2 separate regions of the Gossypium hirsutum genome follow, and region 1 is linked to region 2. A link is a contact called in public Hi-C data. All regions are on one chromosome and are shown on one strand. The core of a region is the stretch at or near the end of the contact, and the rest is flanking DNA. Distances in the headings are between cores, read along the strand shown. Region 1 holds the start of LOC107896304 (scarecrow-like protein 3). Region 2 holds the start of LOC107957166 (protein EARLY RESPONSIVE TO DEHYDRATION 15).

What was found. A called contact is a pair of places that touch in the nucleus more often than the background predicts.
Region 1: a contact with region 2 is called in a Hi-C map of leaf, with 2.8 times the contacts expected there. The contact joins the promoter of LOC107896304 here to the promoter of LOC107957166 in region 2. A contact is called at or near these places in 3 of 34 Hi-C or Micro-C datasets (anther, callus and leaf).

Annotation. Positions count from the first base shown.
Region 1 is chrA05:81,507,960-81,511,974 of Gossypium_hirsutum_v2.1, forward strand. LOC107896304 (scarecrow-like protein 3) reads left to right here and starts at 1,479. Exons shown (of 2, transcript XM_016821449.2): 1 at 1,479-1,676; 2 at 1,752-3,307. The coding sequence starts at 1,775. The coding sequence ends at 3,169.
Region 2 is chrA05:80,901,876-80,906,038 of Gossypium_hirsutum_v2.1, forward strand. LOC107957166 (protein EARLY RESPONSIVE TO DEHYDRATION 15) reads left to right here and starts at 2,053. Exons shown (of 2, transcript XM_016892613.2): 1 at 2,053-2,558; 2 at 2,652-3,012. The coding sequence starts at 2,300. The coding sequence ends at 2,812. LOC107957165 (acylamino-acid-releasing enzyme) reads right to left here. Exons shown (of 5, transcript XM_016892608.2): 5 at 3,830-4,163. The coding sequence ends at 4,113.

The DNA of each region.
Region 1 (4,015 bases), core at 229-2,728, 610 kb after region 2:
AAGACAACCAAAACCTATATCTACATGTCCATGGAGTTAAGGGTTAAAAGAGTTTATTGGTGATTGGGCAATGTCCATTTACTTATTTTTCTTGTACCAAATGATTCTCTTTAAAAGTGACGTGTTCAACCACCTTAATTTCTTATGCTTGATTTTGGAGCATGTATTTGACTAGTACAAAGACATACACTCTTGCTGCCCAAATGGAAGGCGGTAAAGAAGGGTACAACAACAAGAACAAAACATGATTATGAGGTAAGTGGACATCAGAACTCCCACTAACAAAAATTAGCTAATCAATTAGATGATGATGTGATTAATCATTAAGCCATGATTATGTGGCTTATTTAATTTGATTAAAAACCCCTCATTCCATGCTAAAACATTTTGTGGGAAACGATGTATGAGGATAAGACACATTCCAAACCAAGACCACACCATCCCCCTTGAAGTTGAAAATCTTCTCATCTACTTTTGGCTTTTCTCAAAATTTCCTCCTCTCTTTGTCCTAATGCTAGAAGAAGCCCCTCCCCCCCTCAAGTATATATGCCCTTTGAGTTTTGAAAAGCAAAAAAAATAAAAAATGTTGATTTGGAGTATTAAATCTAATAATTTTTACTATTATATGGCATAAATAAACATGAGAAAAACTTTTTCAATTAAATTAATTTTGTAGGTGCCTTCATTTTAAAGATAGTAAAATTTTCAATTAATACAATAGTAAAAATTGCATGTTAGTTTGTTCAAAAATTTATAATTCAATTATGATCTCTTTAGAAAATAATAAATTTATAGTTTAATTTCTTTAAAAATTATAAAATTTTAAGTTAATACAATAATAAAATTACATTTTGATCCTTTCATAAATTTATAATTTACTTTTGACTCTTTAGAAAAAAAATTATAATATTGTCCTTGCTTGACATGTTGATGAGGTTGCTCTTCTGAGTTTATAAAGATAAATTGACAACCTTATGACTAAAAATACTTATAAAATTAATGATTGAATTAATATTATTAAATCAAAAAAAGATGTTTAAAATACATAAATGAAAACTCGGAAAAAATTAATTAAAACATCATACAAAATGCAAAGCAACATAATAAAAATCGAGGATAGATAAAATTGAATGTTTTTGAAAAAATAAAAAAACACATGTAAAGGCCTCCCTTGCCATTCCCACTACACCACTCACTAAGCAACAAGGAAGGGTGTTGTTTTGCTTTGGTAGGACATGTTTGGCTTTGTACTGTGTTTGAGCATAATAACAAGTTTTGGCCTGCTCCACTTCACATTGCGACAACACACACAGAGGGCTCTATCTCAATGCCTTGTATATGTATTTCAAGAAATTCCATATTCTTCTGAGCCCTCCAAAAGACAAACAAAACAATGAGGATTGAGGACAAAACCAACATCATGTTTTGTTGCCCAATGCAAAGCTGCCTTACAAAAACCCCTTCAAGCCAACTACTTTAATTCCAATTCACTCAATTTCCAACAAAAACCTTAGACCACCACACCAACTATTACTAACCCCGCCTTTTTTACTCTTCTCAAAACTTTCCAAGGGTCTTCCAGGATTTTGATGAATTTCAAAGCCCATTTGGGGATTCTATATTTCTCTGTTTGATCAGCCCTTTTTTCCTGAGGAGAATTTGATCTACTTTTACTGGTAATTCCCTTGTCTGTGTTTCTTTATTTTGCTGCTTAAATTTTCTTTGATCATGGATTTTCCTCTGTTTCTCAGTTTGTTTCAGGAGGGCCTGAGATATGATTCCAGAGGGACCATCCCCAGTGACTTCATCACCACTTCAGTTCTTCCCCTGGATGTCACCCTCTCCTGGTATAGGATCCCCTTTCCCATGGCTATGGGAGCTCAAACCTGAGGAGAGGGGTTTATGGTTGATTCGTCTTCTTGTTGCATGTGCAAACCATGTAGCTGCTGGTAGTCTTGAGAATGCCAATATTGGCTTAGAGCAAATATCCCAACTTGCTTCTCCCGATGGAGATACCATGCAAAGAATTGCTGCTTACTTCACTGAGGCACTTGCTAATAGAATGCTTAAAGCATGGCCTGGCCTTCAGAAAGCCCTCAATTCCACGAAAATATCATCGGTACCCGATGAAATTCTTGTTCAAAAACTGTTCTTTGAGCTGTGCCCTTTCTTAAAACTTGCATATATTATCACAAACCAGGCCATTGTAGAAGCTATGGAGGGAGAGAAGATGGTTCATATTATAGATCTAAATTCCTGTGAGCCTGCTCAATGGATCAATCTTTTTCAGACATTTAGTGCAAGGCCAGAAGGGCCACCGCATCTGAGAATTACAGGCATCCATGAGCAGAAAGAGGTGTTAGAGCAAATGGCACTTAGGTTGACAGAAGAAGCTGAAAAATTGGACATTCCATTTCAGTTTAACCCAATAGTTTGCAAGTTAGAGAATCTTGATTTAGAAAGTTTGCGTGTCAAGACCGGTGAAGCTCTTGCGGTCAGTTCGGTCCTTCAGCTTCATTCTCTCCTGGCAACAGATGATGAGGTGCCTAGAAGGAACTTTAACTCCCCACCGGTGTCTAAGACCCGAGTTTTGCAGATGACTCAACGTACTTTTGGAGAGTGGCTTGAGAAAGAACCAGCCCATATATACAACCCAAGTTCTGACATAGCATCTTCTCCATCATCCCTAGCTCCAGCTCCAAAAATGGGGAGCTTTCTAGCCGCTCTTCGGGCCTTGTCACCGAAAGTAATGGTTGTAACCGAGCAGGAGTCCAACCATAATGGTCCTACTTTAATGGAGAGGGTAATAGAAGCATTGAATTTCTATGCTGCGCTCTTTGACTGCTTAGAGTCTACGGTATCAAGAGCACCAATAGAGCGACAAAAGGTTGAGAAGATGCTTTTCGGAGAGGAAATTAAGAATATTATAGCATGTGAGGGTGGTGAGAGAAAGGAGAGACATGAAAAGCTGGAGAAATGGATCCTGAGACTTGAATTGGCCGGGTTTGGAAGGGTGCCATTAAGCTACCATGGCATGTTGCAGGCAGGAAGGTTGCTGCAGACCAATAACTACGATGGTTATAAGATGAAAGAAGAGAATGGGTGTTTGGTTATGTGCTGGCAAGAAAGACCTCTATATTCAATGTCAGCCTGGGGGTTTAGACGCTAGGATTATGACTCATTTTATTTATGCCTGCCCTTTATCCTGCTCCTAGGTGTCTCTTTCTTTCTTCCTTTGATTGTAGTTTAATATGTATGTATATGAAAGACTTTTTCATTCTATAGTTACTTGAGAAAAAATTTTAAACATGTATCTCATTCATTTCTTTGGGCTGCTGTTGAGAGTTTTGAGTTGCAAAGGAAGCCATTAATGAGTACATGATGGCAGCTTGAGAAAAATAAAACAGCACATCTAGGGCTCTAAAGTCCTATTAGGATCATTCAATCAACATGCACATGCTGCATTAAGGGAATTGACCAAATCACAAAGCTTGTTTTCAAAGGCATTAAGGGGACGTAGCATGTATGATCCTCAATTATTGATCATCATCAGTTCATTTCATTTGATTATGACATTATTATTTTACCCTTTTATGCGCATTTTCAATCAGTAGCCATCTTATTTTTTTCAAGAAACAATCTACATATGATAACATCTTAGAAAGCTCTACTGTATTTCTCTTCATTTCGCCTTTAGCACCTACGTTTGTCTATGCGTTAGGATGGAATTTGGATTATATTATGACAAGGTAGGTATAGATTTAGTTTGGTTCAAATTATTATTTTATTAATATTTAGAACTATAAAAAAAAAGTAAACTACCAAAATAATCACTTTTGTTTACCTTAAGTTACATTTTAGTCACTTATATTTGAAGTGTTACGTTTTAGTCACTTATGTTATTGCATTATAACATTTTAGTCACTGAGCCGTTAACAGTGTAACTGCAAGCTGACGTGGCACGTTAAATTATTATTTCAAACAAAAATTTTAGATTAATTTATACAATTAGTCC
Region 2 (4,163 bases), core at 803-3,302:
TTAACATTATGATATTATATTGTTAATATCTAGGATGGGGGGATAACAAAGATGAGAAGAAATGAATTACGTGGCCTGATGTCTGATATCAATCTCATATAACTGCACGTGGCAAGCATTTCACACTCTCAGAAATCTAACCGTTGATCACAATCGACAAAACTCTGGTCTTTATCAAAACCATGGGCACTGCAGATGTGATGATATGGGTCGGCTTGACCTGGGTTCTTTTTATTTTATTAATTGAATTAGTATGGTTTGTGTCTCACTATTAAATTATAAAATTAAAATATTTAGAGACTTTATACATTTAAAATTTAATTCTCATATTTTTAATTTTTTAGAATATGATCATTTATTTTTTAAATTTAAAAAATTTAGGTGTAATAGTTATTACAACCCTTAAAATTGTTCTATTAAATTCTTAAAAATACTTATTTGAAACCATCAAGATAAAATAATTTTTTTGTATTAGAATAGTATTCTTGAGAAAAATTGGTATTGGTATTGGAATTTTGATTGAAATAATTAACAATATTAGCTATCCAGACTAATTAATGATATTATAAAAATAAATTAACTGAATTATGTCAAAAAGTAAAGTATATAGATTAAATCTCAAGTTTCAACATAGTTTAGACGCCAAAATTAAAATTTGACCATTGTCTTATAATGTAAAAAAAAAAGGCGATGCGAACCTAAAAGAAATTGAAAGTCACTTGTCAATCTCTAAAACTATTAGGGTATTCAAATTATATATAATCATGTAATATTTTTACCGAAGAGTTAATTATATTAACTATTTAGACTAATTAAAATATTATAAAAGTATAAATACCAAATTATGTTAAAATTAAAGCATATAAATTAGATTTCAAAATTAAGCATGTTAGAGGGATTAAATCTTATATTTAACCATTTTTATAAAATACCAAAAAAGAAACAAGAAAAAGGACAGCATTAGATTGCCAAGTGACAGCATAAGAAAGGTACTTTCCTTTTATATATAATTATATAGATTTCATTCAAATGAAGTTTTATAGCATCAAATGAAAAAAAAAATTATTTAAGTAGAGTTAGAAAAATTTATTTGAATTAAAATAAATATTTTTTATAAAATAATTCCCATTTAAATCACAATCGCCAATGATGTGAGACTGCACGATTTTGAGTGAAAAAGAAATCATTTAATTAAAAACAATAGCATAAAAATTTGAGAGCCTACTAAAAAGTTTCATTATAATCATAACTTTAAACTTTTTAAATTATAATCATAACTTTAAACTTTTTAACTATGCATTAATTATATTTTTAGTCATTAACTAATATAATTTTACGCATTTTATTTTCTATTTAAAAGTTTTAAAAAATTATGTTTAATTTATAATTTAATAAAAAGTTATGTTAATCTTTTATATAATTAATTATTCAATTAGATTTTTTAACACAAACTCTTTTTGATGTTTCCGAAAGAAAAATCTTAGTTTGCTGATATGAAGGAAGAAAATAATAAGATAAAATTTAACAAATCAAACGATCAAAATTTAAGATTATTTACTTACTTTATATCTTAATCACTAAGTTGGTAAAAGAAATTAAATTACATTTTATCTTTTTCATTCAAAAAATAAGTAAATTAATTTTTATACATTAAATCAAAGAGTAAATTTATTATTTCTATTAAAAAAATTATCCATTTCTATTATTAAAAACTGACATTACTGATAAAATAACTAAACAATTACATATAATATACCACATGTACACCTTATTTTGAAAAATAATAATAAAATTTTAATAATAAAATTAAATAAATTAAAAAAAAATTAATTTACATTTTAATCTAATATTTAAAAACCAATTAACTCAGAAAATATAATTCACTCCTTAATATAAAAATACTTTTACCAACAAAATTTTCATTTTCACTAATTTCCAGCTTTCATGTCAACCAAAGCAATCAAAGCCTAAACGATTGAATATTTTATATTATTTGATTGCATATCAGATCGCGTCTTTAGGCTTAAAATCAATGCCTATTCTCCTTGCAGAAACGTTGCTGTCATTTACCCTTTAATTGCCACATATTTCAATCTTGCCATTCTACATTTATTCAATATTTAATGCAAAAAATTTCCACAGCTTTACTTTTGTCAACAAATGTAGTGTCATAAGTGTAATAATATGAAAATCCGGGTTCATTTAGTAAGCTTATCCCCTATATATATTCAGTGTGTACACATACTTGATCTTATCCTTATCTCTTTTCCATTGTACGACAAAAGCTTTAGAATTGCAAATGGAGATTCTCTCTCAACGACCATCTTCTTTCTCAACTTTGAATCCCAACGCTCCATTGTTTGTTCCGTTAGCGTACCGGACGGTCGAGGATTTCTCTGATGAGTGGTGGTCTCTCGTCCAATCCTCCCCGTGTTTCCGCGACTACTGGCTTCAAGAACGTTTCCACGATCCCCAAAACGACGACGCCGATCTTCTTTTCCCCGACGATCTTGATGCCGTCTTTGACGATTACGACGACTTTTTCGTTGACCCTACCCGTAAGTTACTTGTTTAACTCGCCCGAGTCAACCGAGTATATTTAACTCGGATCTCACCCCCTTTTTTTTCCTGTTTTGTTTCTGGGGTTTTAGGTGAAGGGAAGGAAGAAGATACTCAAAAGGAATTATTACCCGTTGGAGCATTCAAATGGCGGAAGGGGCGAGTTGTGAGTGAGTCACCTAGGTTTCTTGAGAAAGCGCCCAAGATCGTGAATGTGAAAGTGAGTCCGAGGAATATTCACCAACCAAGGTAGATCGATTCCTGCAGATTTGAAATGGGAGGTCTCCTTAGAGCCGAAAACCGTCAGCTTTAGGTTTTATCTGCTGCTACCTGTAACTTGCTTTTCTTTTTCTTTTTTTTTTTTGAATTTGTAAAATTATTGTGTACAGAGTTTTAGGTCTGTAATCTGTAACTTTGTTTCAGTAATACTAGAATTACCTCCCATATCCCACAGATCATGACCGTTGAAGTATACAACAAAAAAAATCAGATTTAGAGGAAAGCAAGTGTTTCTTACTGTTAATTAAAAAAAGAAGAGGAAATGATGATGTAGGGAAGTTTTGTTGCTTTTGGAAAAGAGGCGTGATGGTAGGGGTTGAGGCTAAAAGATACAAGGGTATGTCTGGGGGTTGAGGCTAAAAGATATAAGGGTACGTTCCATTAGAGCTCTAATTAAATTAATTAGAGTTGTGGTAAGATTTTTGTGTTTGATTGAATAAAATAGATATAATAGTATAAGTAAAAAAGTTTAAATGAATAAAGTATTTTTAACAGAATTTTTGTAAATAGAAGGTTATTCTTATTAAATTTTAATAAGATTATTGTTAAAATATTTTAATAAAAATAAAAATAAATATTTTAATCATATTATAATATAATTATTATTAAATATAATTTAATAAAATAATATATAATTTAATAATATTTTTAATATAATTATTAATAATATTTAATAATAATTTTAATATAATATTAACAATTTATTTTCAAACGATGTTTTTAATAACTTACAATCTCAATTGTAGATGTTTTATTCTCACCAGCATCTTACAAAAAATTTATTCCAGAAATTTTTTGAATTGAATTATTAGATTCATTCTCTTTTTTGGTTTATTTTGGTATTCCTTTTAATTTGTTTAAAATCGAAATCAACTTTGGTAATTGATAGTTAAATTTTACTAATAAGTAACGTTTGAGGTTTATGCATTCTGCATTTCTCAGACATTTGTATCATGATAGATATAGTCGGTACCATAATAAGAGAAGAATATCAAAAATTCGGTATCGACATGTATACCATACACAATTATATCAAAGTTACATGGAGGTATCTATTACCTTGTGGAAACATGAATCATTATTGTCATATCTACAAAACAAAATTACCAACTTGCAGATATGATAATTCTAAGGAATAACATCAATGATTTAATGAAGTAAAAACTGGAGTTTTAACTTTTATATTTTTGGTTTATGGATTTCTAAGAGGTGCCAACCGCTTCTTGAGCTCATCAACACCTGAGCTGTATTACGGAATACTTATCATACATTCTTTAACTTTTGCAGCACCTTGTAACCCTGACAATCAAACGAAGGCTTGCAGG